2 separate regions of the Gossypium hirsutum genome follow, and region 2 is linked to region 1. Evidence: chromatin contacts called from public Hi-C data. All regions are on one chromosome and are shown on one strand. Each heading gives the region's core, a stretch centred on a gene start, on an enhancer-like site or on the middle of the called end of the contact. The rest is flanking DNA. Distances are from core to core; before and after follow the strand shown. Region 1 holds the start of LOC107936808 (senescence-associated protein AAF, chlorolplastic). Region 2 holds the start of LOC107887342 (protein PTST, chloroplastic).

Evidence for each region. Hi-C and Micro-C count contacts between places; a contact is called where the count stands out from the background.
Region 2: a Hi-C map of hypocotyl shows a contact between it and region 1, with 2.1 times the contacts expected there. The contact joins the promoter of LOC107887342 here to the promoter of LOC107936808 in region 1. A contact is called at or near these places in 4 of 34 Hi-C or Micro-C datasets (hypocotyl, leaf and seedling).

Annotation. Positions count from the first base shown.
Region 1 is chrA07:11,892,578-11,896,583 of Gossypium_hirsutum_v2.1, forward strand. It overlaps LOC107936808 (senescence-associated protein AAF, chlorolplastic), which reads right to left and starts at 1,767. Exons shown (of 13, transcript XM_016869575.2): 1 at 1,559-1,767; 2 at 414-753; 3 at 175-327; 4 at 1-59. The coding sequence starts at 1,697.
Region 2 is chrA07:12,104,950-12,108,955 of Gossypium_hirsutum_v2.1, forward strand. LOC107887342 (protein PTST, chloroplastic) reads right to left here and starts at 1,636. Exons shown (of 8, transcript XM_041117573.1): 1 at 1,570-1,636; 2 at 295-327; 3 at 1-163. The coding sequence starts at 314.

The DNA of each region.
Region 1 (4,006 bases), core at 517-3,016:
ATCCTGACCCGAGAATAGCGACATCCTGACGAGCACGAGCATCCAGCCTCATTATTCCACTGAAGGAAACAGGACAATAGCACAACAATAAGCTACCGAATGACCACAAATATTATACCAACATATGATTATCACGGCAAGCTATTTCGACAGATATTAGGGATTGCTTAATACCGAGAAAGCAAAACAATGTCGTTACGAGCCCTTTCATTTACAAATTTTGCATCATTACAAGCGAATCTACAAGCTTCAGCCAAGCCGGGACTTGAATGTATAGTTCTCCCATGCATGCTTGAATGACCAACTTCGCCTTCGGCAATCTGTGCACTGGCTCGAAACAGTACCATACAATAAGTTTAAGATGAACTCGAAAAAGTATCACTATGTTCAAGCATCGAGAATTACGATCTTACCTAGATGCATCCGAGCAATCGGTTTCAGACTTTTGAGTTCTTGAGGACAAGCATATCAGGGAAGATCCTCGAGTGACACCGAAACCACCAGGTTTTTCATATATGTTTCCCAAACGTTCGTTTGGAAACCTCAACTTTGCCATCAAAAGACCTGTATTTCTCAGTCTCCGATGATCAAACCCTCGAGTTATAGGATAGATTTTACCACGATGGTTAGTGTTACCAATAGTCTTAGTCACAACTGACCCATTTGGGACCTTGCTTGAAGTAAATGCCATGGAAGGGATCAACAATGAAAATAAGCCCACCACCAATGAAACACCCTTTGAACAGCTCAAAGCTATAGGCAAAACACAAAATCTAAATCAAGGCCACACAAAAATAATCTTTAAATAGTCTATTCAGCATTAGCTCAATTGACACCATTGGTATTGTAATAATCTTGAAGATATAGATTCAAGGTGCTTAAATGCATGTTTTCCTATTAGTAAAAGTAGGGGGTAAAAGTACCATAAATGCGCCTGTACTAGTACTCAGATTACATTTTATCTTCTCTACTAAAAAAAAATGAACAAATTAATCCATGTTTGTTCGATTAAAGAGTAAACTATCCCTTCTGTTATGTCCATTTCTACTATTAAAAATTGCTCTATGTTTGTCAATACAAGATACACATGATACACCATGTTTCACTTTTTGGTTATTCTGTCAATCATGTAAAAATCAATTTTCTATTTGATCTAATTTGTCATTTTTTAAGTAGAAGGGACAAAATACACTATCACTCTTAGGGCCATTATGTTACTTGTACCGGGAATACTGTAATTGTATCATTTGGCAAATGTCCCAACAGCTCAAGACGAAGATTGAATGAAGCAATCAATAGATCAGAAACAATTAATTTCAATTCTCTAATAATTCAGTTCCAACTATTGTCATCAAGCAATAAAAACACACAAACACATAGAGAAGTCCACAAATTCACTGGAAAAATGAACTCTGTTTTACCAAAAAGGGGAGAAAATTATAAAACAATGAAAACCCACCAAGAAAAAAAAGTATAAAACAGCCATAAATGGACTAAAATGAACTAAAAATAAACAATCAAACCAATAATACAAAGAAAAAAAAGGGTTAATACTGACCTGTTGAAACAAACTGATTTTCACAGGCTGAAACAAAGAGAGAGACAAGCGAAGCACAAAAGTTGGGTTTAAATGTGCGAGAGAGATGAGCAAATGGGCAAGGAATTGGGAAATGAAATGGTAACCACAAGTAAAGCATGTGGCCCCAAAAGATCCAACGATTGCAGCTATTGTGAGATCTTAAAGGAAAAGGACAAATTGTTTATGGTCTTTTTCTGACAATTATTATGGCCTTAGCCAGATGTTATGGATATTGGGTTGCTGGAGCTGGAGGTGCCATTATTAATTTTTTCAATTTTTTAACTTCGCTTATTTTGGGTCAAATTATTTTGCTTTGTTGGTCCAAATGAGAGCATGTTTATCCACACTGGATAAAACACATTGTTTCTCTGGCCACCGTTTTTTTTTCTTCTTCTCCTTCTTCTGCACTATTTTTTTTCCGATTAAAATGTGTTTCTGTAATTTGGTAGTAGCAAATTTAAAATCCAGTTCATCTTTACCTAGATTTTTTTTTATCCTATCCCCTATAACAAAAGTATTATCTTGTAAGCATAAAGATTTGAAGTAGATACTCCAATTATTAAAAATCGAGATAAATAGATTGTTCAATTTTTTAATGGTCGGTATTCAATACATTAGAAATAGATTTAGATAAGCATTTACTTTTTAATTTTGAGTAAATTATACTTATACTCACCTAATTATTAATAAATTTTTTTTTCTCAATCACTAAACTATTTGATTTTTTTTCTTTTTTAGTTATCAACTTTTAAATTATTAACGAAAATATAACTTGTCAACTTTTAAAATTGATGTAATTAGAATTTTAATCTTCAACATTTATATATTATGTTACTTTAGTATTAATTCTTAAAAGTTTAATCCTCAATATTTATACATTATATAATTTGATTTTTTTTACAATTTTATTTTTATTTATAACATTAAGGGTTAATTTTAAAATTTTAATTTTAAAAAGTTTGATTCACGTTTCCACACATATTATTAGCATATCCTAAAATTGCTCCTGATAAGATTTGAAAAATGATGACTCATCATTTTTGCTGAGTTGTAGAATTGATTAGTTTTAGAATTTGTTATTTCAAGTTTCTCCGTACATTCGGGTGTCTTTGTTTCCCATTTTTGAGGCCTTATCATGCTCACAAGCTGCAATTTCATTATGCCCCATATGTGTTCTTGGGATACTCTCCAAAACACAAGGGATATCGCTGCCAAGATGCCAACGGTCGTGTATATGTTTCATGGCATGTTCGATTTGAGGAACATGTATTTTCCTTTAGTCAACCACAGTCCCCATTCCTACCCAAATCACACTCCCATATTGACTCCATCCTCAAACCACACATTCCCCCGCTTACTCTAATTACTACATCATCTCAACCATTCCCTACACCTTCACCTTGGCCAAATATAGACACCAATGGTTCCACCACACCGGATTACTCTACTACTCCCTTTTTGCCTTCTAACTCACCAGATTCACACCTTCGATACCTTCCAACTCACCTCTCCTACCCCCTCATCCTCCACAAAACACTCATCCCATGGTGACTGAAGGGAAAGCTAGAATCTTTAAACTAAAATCATTTCTGAAAGAAGCTTCTAGTGTTCCTAAAGACCCCATAAATATACATGAATCTGTGAAATTTCCTGAGTGGCGTCATGCTATTGAGGAGGAGCTATGTGCTCTCTCGAAAAACCAAACATGGTCTCTCTCAACTCTTCCACCATATCGTAGGCAGTCAGGTGCAAATGGCTTTTCAAAGTAAAAAGAAACCCAGAAGGTTCAGTTGCTCGTTACAAGGTCCGATTGGTTGCTAAAGGATGTTCAAAAAAGATAGGTAATGATTATTCTGAAACATAGAACCCTGTGGTTCACTCTTGCACAATTTGAATAGTACTTGCATTGGCTATGAAGGAAGGTTGGTCTCTATGCCAAGTTGACATTAACAATGCTTTTTTAAACGATGACTTACAAGAGGAGATATACATGACACAACCTCCCGGGTTCGAAATTATTTATGGTAAAGGACAACCTCTTGTGTGTCGTTTGAATAAACTGTTGTATAGCCTTCAAAAAGCCCCTCAAGCATGGTCTGATTAATTACATTGGTACCTCACTAGTCAACTCTGCTCTGTTTCTTTACAGGCTGACAACTCATTACATATTCATAACATATCTACATCACAAACAATACTAATAATATATGTTGATGACACCATTGTTACTAGGTCATGTGCCACTGAAATTGGTGAAGTAATTTCTCATCTGAACCATCAAATTTCTTTAAAAGATCTGGGATCGACTCAATTTTTTCTTAGCATGAAAATCACACAACTCCACAAAGGTGTATTACTTAGTCAAAAAAAATATATTAGTGAGTTATTGCACAGGTTATCCATGGATAATGCATCTTTGGTACCTAC
Region 2 (4,006 bases), core at 386-2,885, 210 kb after region 1:
CCTATGTTGCTTTCTACCAGAATCTATACTCAAATAAGCCAACCTTTGATTACTCATCATTAGTTTCCGGACACTCAACGTACATTGAAATCTGTGGGTATTTTCCCAGTCTAATACTCTGAGGTTTAATGGAAACCATGACACTTGCTTGTCAGGACAACACCTGACAAAATCACAAGGAAATGTAAGCATGATAATGAGAAGCTAGCGTAACAAGAACCATTTATAATTAGCAAAGTAAATTTCAGACAAAACTTCATTGTCACATCTAATATAATAATCACGAAGGCCTACCTTGTAGTAGCAATCTCCATTCCAAGGAATTTCCTCAGAGAAAGTGACCAAAAACAAAGCTTAGAAGTAGAAATTTATCAGAGAAAGTAGAAGTAAAAATTGTCACAAGTAAAGAAGCCTTTTTGTTCATGAATGCATCTCTAAATAGAGCATCAAAAAAATGAAAACTTGGGACAGATCGACAGTTCCAAAAGGGCAGAGCTATATTCATACTTGCTTCCCCGGTTATATAACTTGAGACACCATAACACAGTGCTAAATGCTAATAACAGTACCGTTTCTTCTGTGCCATAATTCTATTAGTGACAATCACCACACCTCAAAACATTTACACATGAAAGTGGATTGAATCATTAATCAGAGAATATTATAATGCTACTAACAAGTGTTGGGTGCAGTGGTAAGACACATTGCATTCCCAAGGGGAGGCCCAGGTTCAAAAATTGGAGAAGGCATTATTGGGAGGGACAGCCACGAACCCCGACCATAGACTGTAAAACGGACATGAAGAATACCCAAAAAAGAGAATATTATAATGCTACAGACTTCTCAGGGAATTAATGCAACTCAACCTTTTAGTTTTGCGCTTTTTACTAAAAGAAAACCAAATGGAGGAACTGATGTATCTAACATAAATCAAAATTACCCTACAGGACACTCTAGCCACAACTATGCCAATGCTTCCCTTTAAGTTTTTTAAATTATAAGTTAACTTAATGGTAAAAATACACTTTGGCCCCCCAAAGATTAAAAAATTTCAGTTTAATCCCTTTAAAATTCTAAAATAACAAGCATATACAGAGATAAAATTGTACTTTGACTTCTTTAAAATTTTATAATTTAATTGACCCCCTCCCCCAAAGATAAACTTCGCTTTGTCCCTGCGTAAAACTAAAATGAAGTCCAAGACCCAATTCTCATTACTTGTAAACCTATCTTCTTGGATTAAAATCAGACGATATTTGCAGTTCCCTTAAAAGGAATTAACAAAAAGACATAAATATATCATTTTACTTAAAGCATCAAATAAGTATAATCCTACCAAATTGATATCCTACCCATTAATCTATATCTTTCAAACCCTAATTTTCTTCAAAGAACAATGAAAAAGAAACAGCTTCCAAATTTCAATCCTCCCACAGTGGCATTTAATCAAACACATTGAAAACAATTAATCCATTAATTATAAAAAATTAAGAACTAAAATTTAAGTTGATTGCAAGCATTTACATAAATAAAATGTTAAAATTAACAAAAATAAAAAAGAGAACTTACAGAGAATCGGAGTTAGCTCTGAGACCGTGGAGAGGAGAGCTTTTTGTTGGACGAGTATTTATGAATGTTCAGCTTTAAACGTGTTAAGGCTTCTTTACTTGACATCTGGCATACAAAGTTGAATACGTGCGATGTTGCACGTGTGAATCAAAATCTTACACGCGCCGAATCTACTAAAAATTAAATATGTGAATGATATTAAATTAAGTTGTTATTATGTTTGTTAAACATCACTTAATTAGTTAGTAAACTCAGTTAATTAGTTTATTTTTTAATAATTGAGAAAAAGTTTTATGTTTATGAGATAGATTTAATTAAACGATGTAATATTAATTTAAAATATGATATTTTTAAGAAATGTTACATATTGAACCCTTATAATTTAAAAACTCGAATATTTGCATTTACTATATTCTCAACCCAATCAATATAACTGTATTCCATTAAGTACATTGTACTATTTTTAATAAATCAAATGCCAAGATCAAAGATAGTATGCACGTGCCTAATAATTCATTTGACTACCTTGATATGATATTCTTTAGAATTAACTTTATATCTGACACAAATACCAACACTAGAGCCCAAATTGGGACGACTAACTTGGAGATAAAGTAGAGTGTCAATCATTCTTTTGAATGTGGTTGGGGGAGTGCTCAGAAGTGAGCACTCCCTGAGCATTTGTGTAGAACTTTTCATTAACAAACATAGGTGTATTGACTGGCTTAGAGTTTTCAGGCTCAAACTTCTTATGCCATAACTCTAATTTTGATATAATATCTCTTTTGCAATTGACTGATTGCACCACCTTGTAATAGTTATCTAAAGTGGGAGCAGCCTCCATGATCTTCTCATTAGTTTTAGTAATAACAAAACACTTGTCTTTTGTAAAAGTAATAAACATACATTGACCACACAATTGACTTATGCTCATTAGATTGGCTTTGAGATCATTCTCCAACAACACATTCTTCAAATGAGGCATGCTAGAAACATTCAAGGCCTCTTTATCAAGTATTTGACCTTTCTTCCCATCACCAAAAGTCACCCTTCCAACAGGAGAATCTTCAAAATTAGTGAGATAAGACTGATTACCTGTCATATGTCGAGAGTAGCCATTGACAAAATACCATACTTCAAAATCGTCTTGACCCCAATACAATGCAGTATGACATGTTATAACAATACTAGAAACAATACAATAGGCATGATTTTAACATGCGATCAGCGGCAAAAATAGTAGGCATGAATTATCATGCATACAGTATTTTAGTATCAGTAAACATGTTTTTATCATGTTATTGATTTTAACAGAAACAGTAGGCTTGTCTTTAACATGCATTTAGATATATTAGTCTCAGTGAACATGATTTATCATGCTATCAATATCAATAACAGAACTGTGGCATGCTTTAGCATCGTAGATCACACTAAAACAATATAGCATCATTTAATATCCTTACACACATGATCGGTATTACAAGTTTCGTAAATCAGGGGATTTACTTTTAGCCAATCCTAATAAAGGATTTACCACTCATTGATGGTAACACCCCACACCCGTACCCTACGCCGGGACAGAATATGAGGTGTTACCTAAGTCGGTCAAATACATTCACACGTTTCTTAGTCATCAAAATTTTGTCAAATTTAAAACTTTTCCACTCTAAATCGAAAACTCCATAATAAAGGCCTACTAGGCTCTAAACGTTCATTTAAAACCATTCGGGAATGATTCGAGTCTTACCACGAACCCTGAAAAATGTTACTAGCCACAGGGGCACACGCCCGTGTGGGAGGGGCAACACGCCTGTGTGACCAATTCGACATGGTAGTGCTATTGGCCCATGTGACTCACACGGCCTAAGCAATACAAGGACACGCCCGTGTCCCTCACACGTGCAGAATTAATTCTAAATTCACACCTACAGGAGTTTTCACACAGCCTGGCATACGCCCGTGTCCCTGGCCCGTATCCTTCACAAGGCCATGACTTGTACATGTGCAAAAACTTGGACATTCTGTTTTTAATGTTAGCAATTCTTAAATGTCACACGGCCAAGGCACACGCTCGTGTGCTGGGCCGTGCTTTTCACACGGCTGAGACACACGGCCGTGTCTCTATCCGTGCATTTACTACTATGCGTACTGACTAGCAAATTTTACGTGCAGGGGACACACACTGGATCACAAGCCAATGTGGCGGATCGTGTGTCACACACGGCCTAGACACGCACCCGTGTGCCTACCCGTGTGGACAAAATAAGGCTATTTACCAAGCCTCTTTGCCACCTTTATTTATATAACCTGTATGAAATCAATCCATACCAAAACAAGGGCACATCACATAGCTAAACTAACTATGATGGACAACATTTTATTTGTGCATTTTACTCATCCATGAAAATAATACCTTCTATATAAATATCAAAATGAG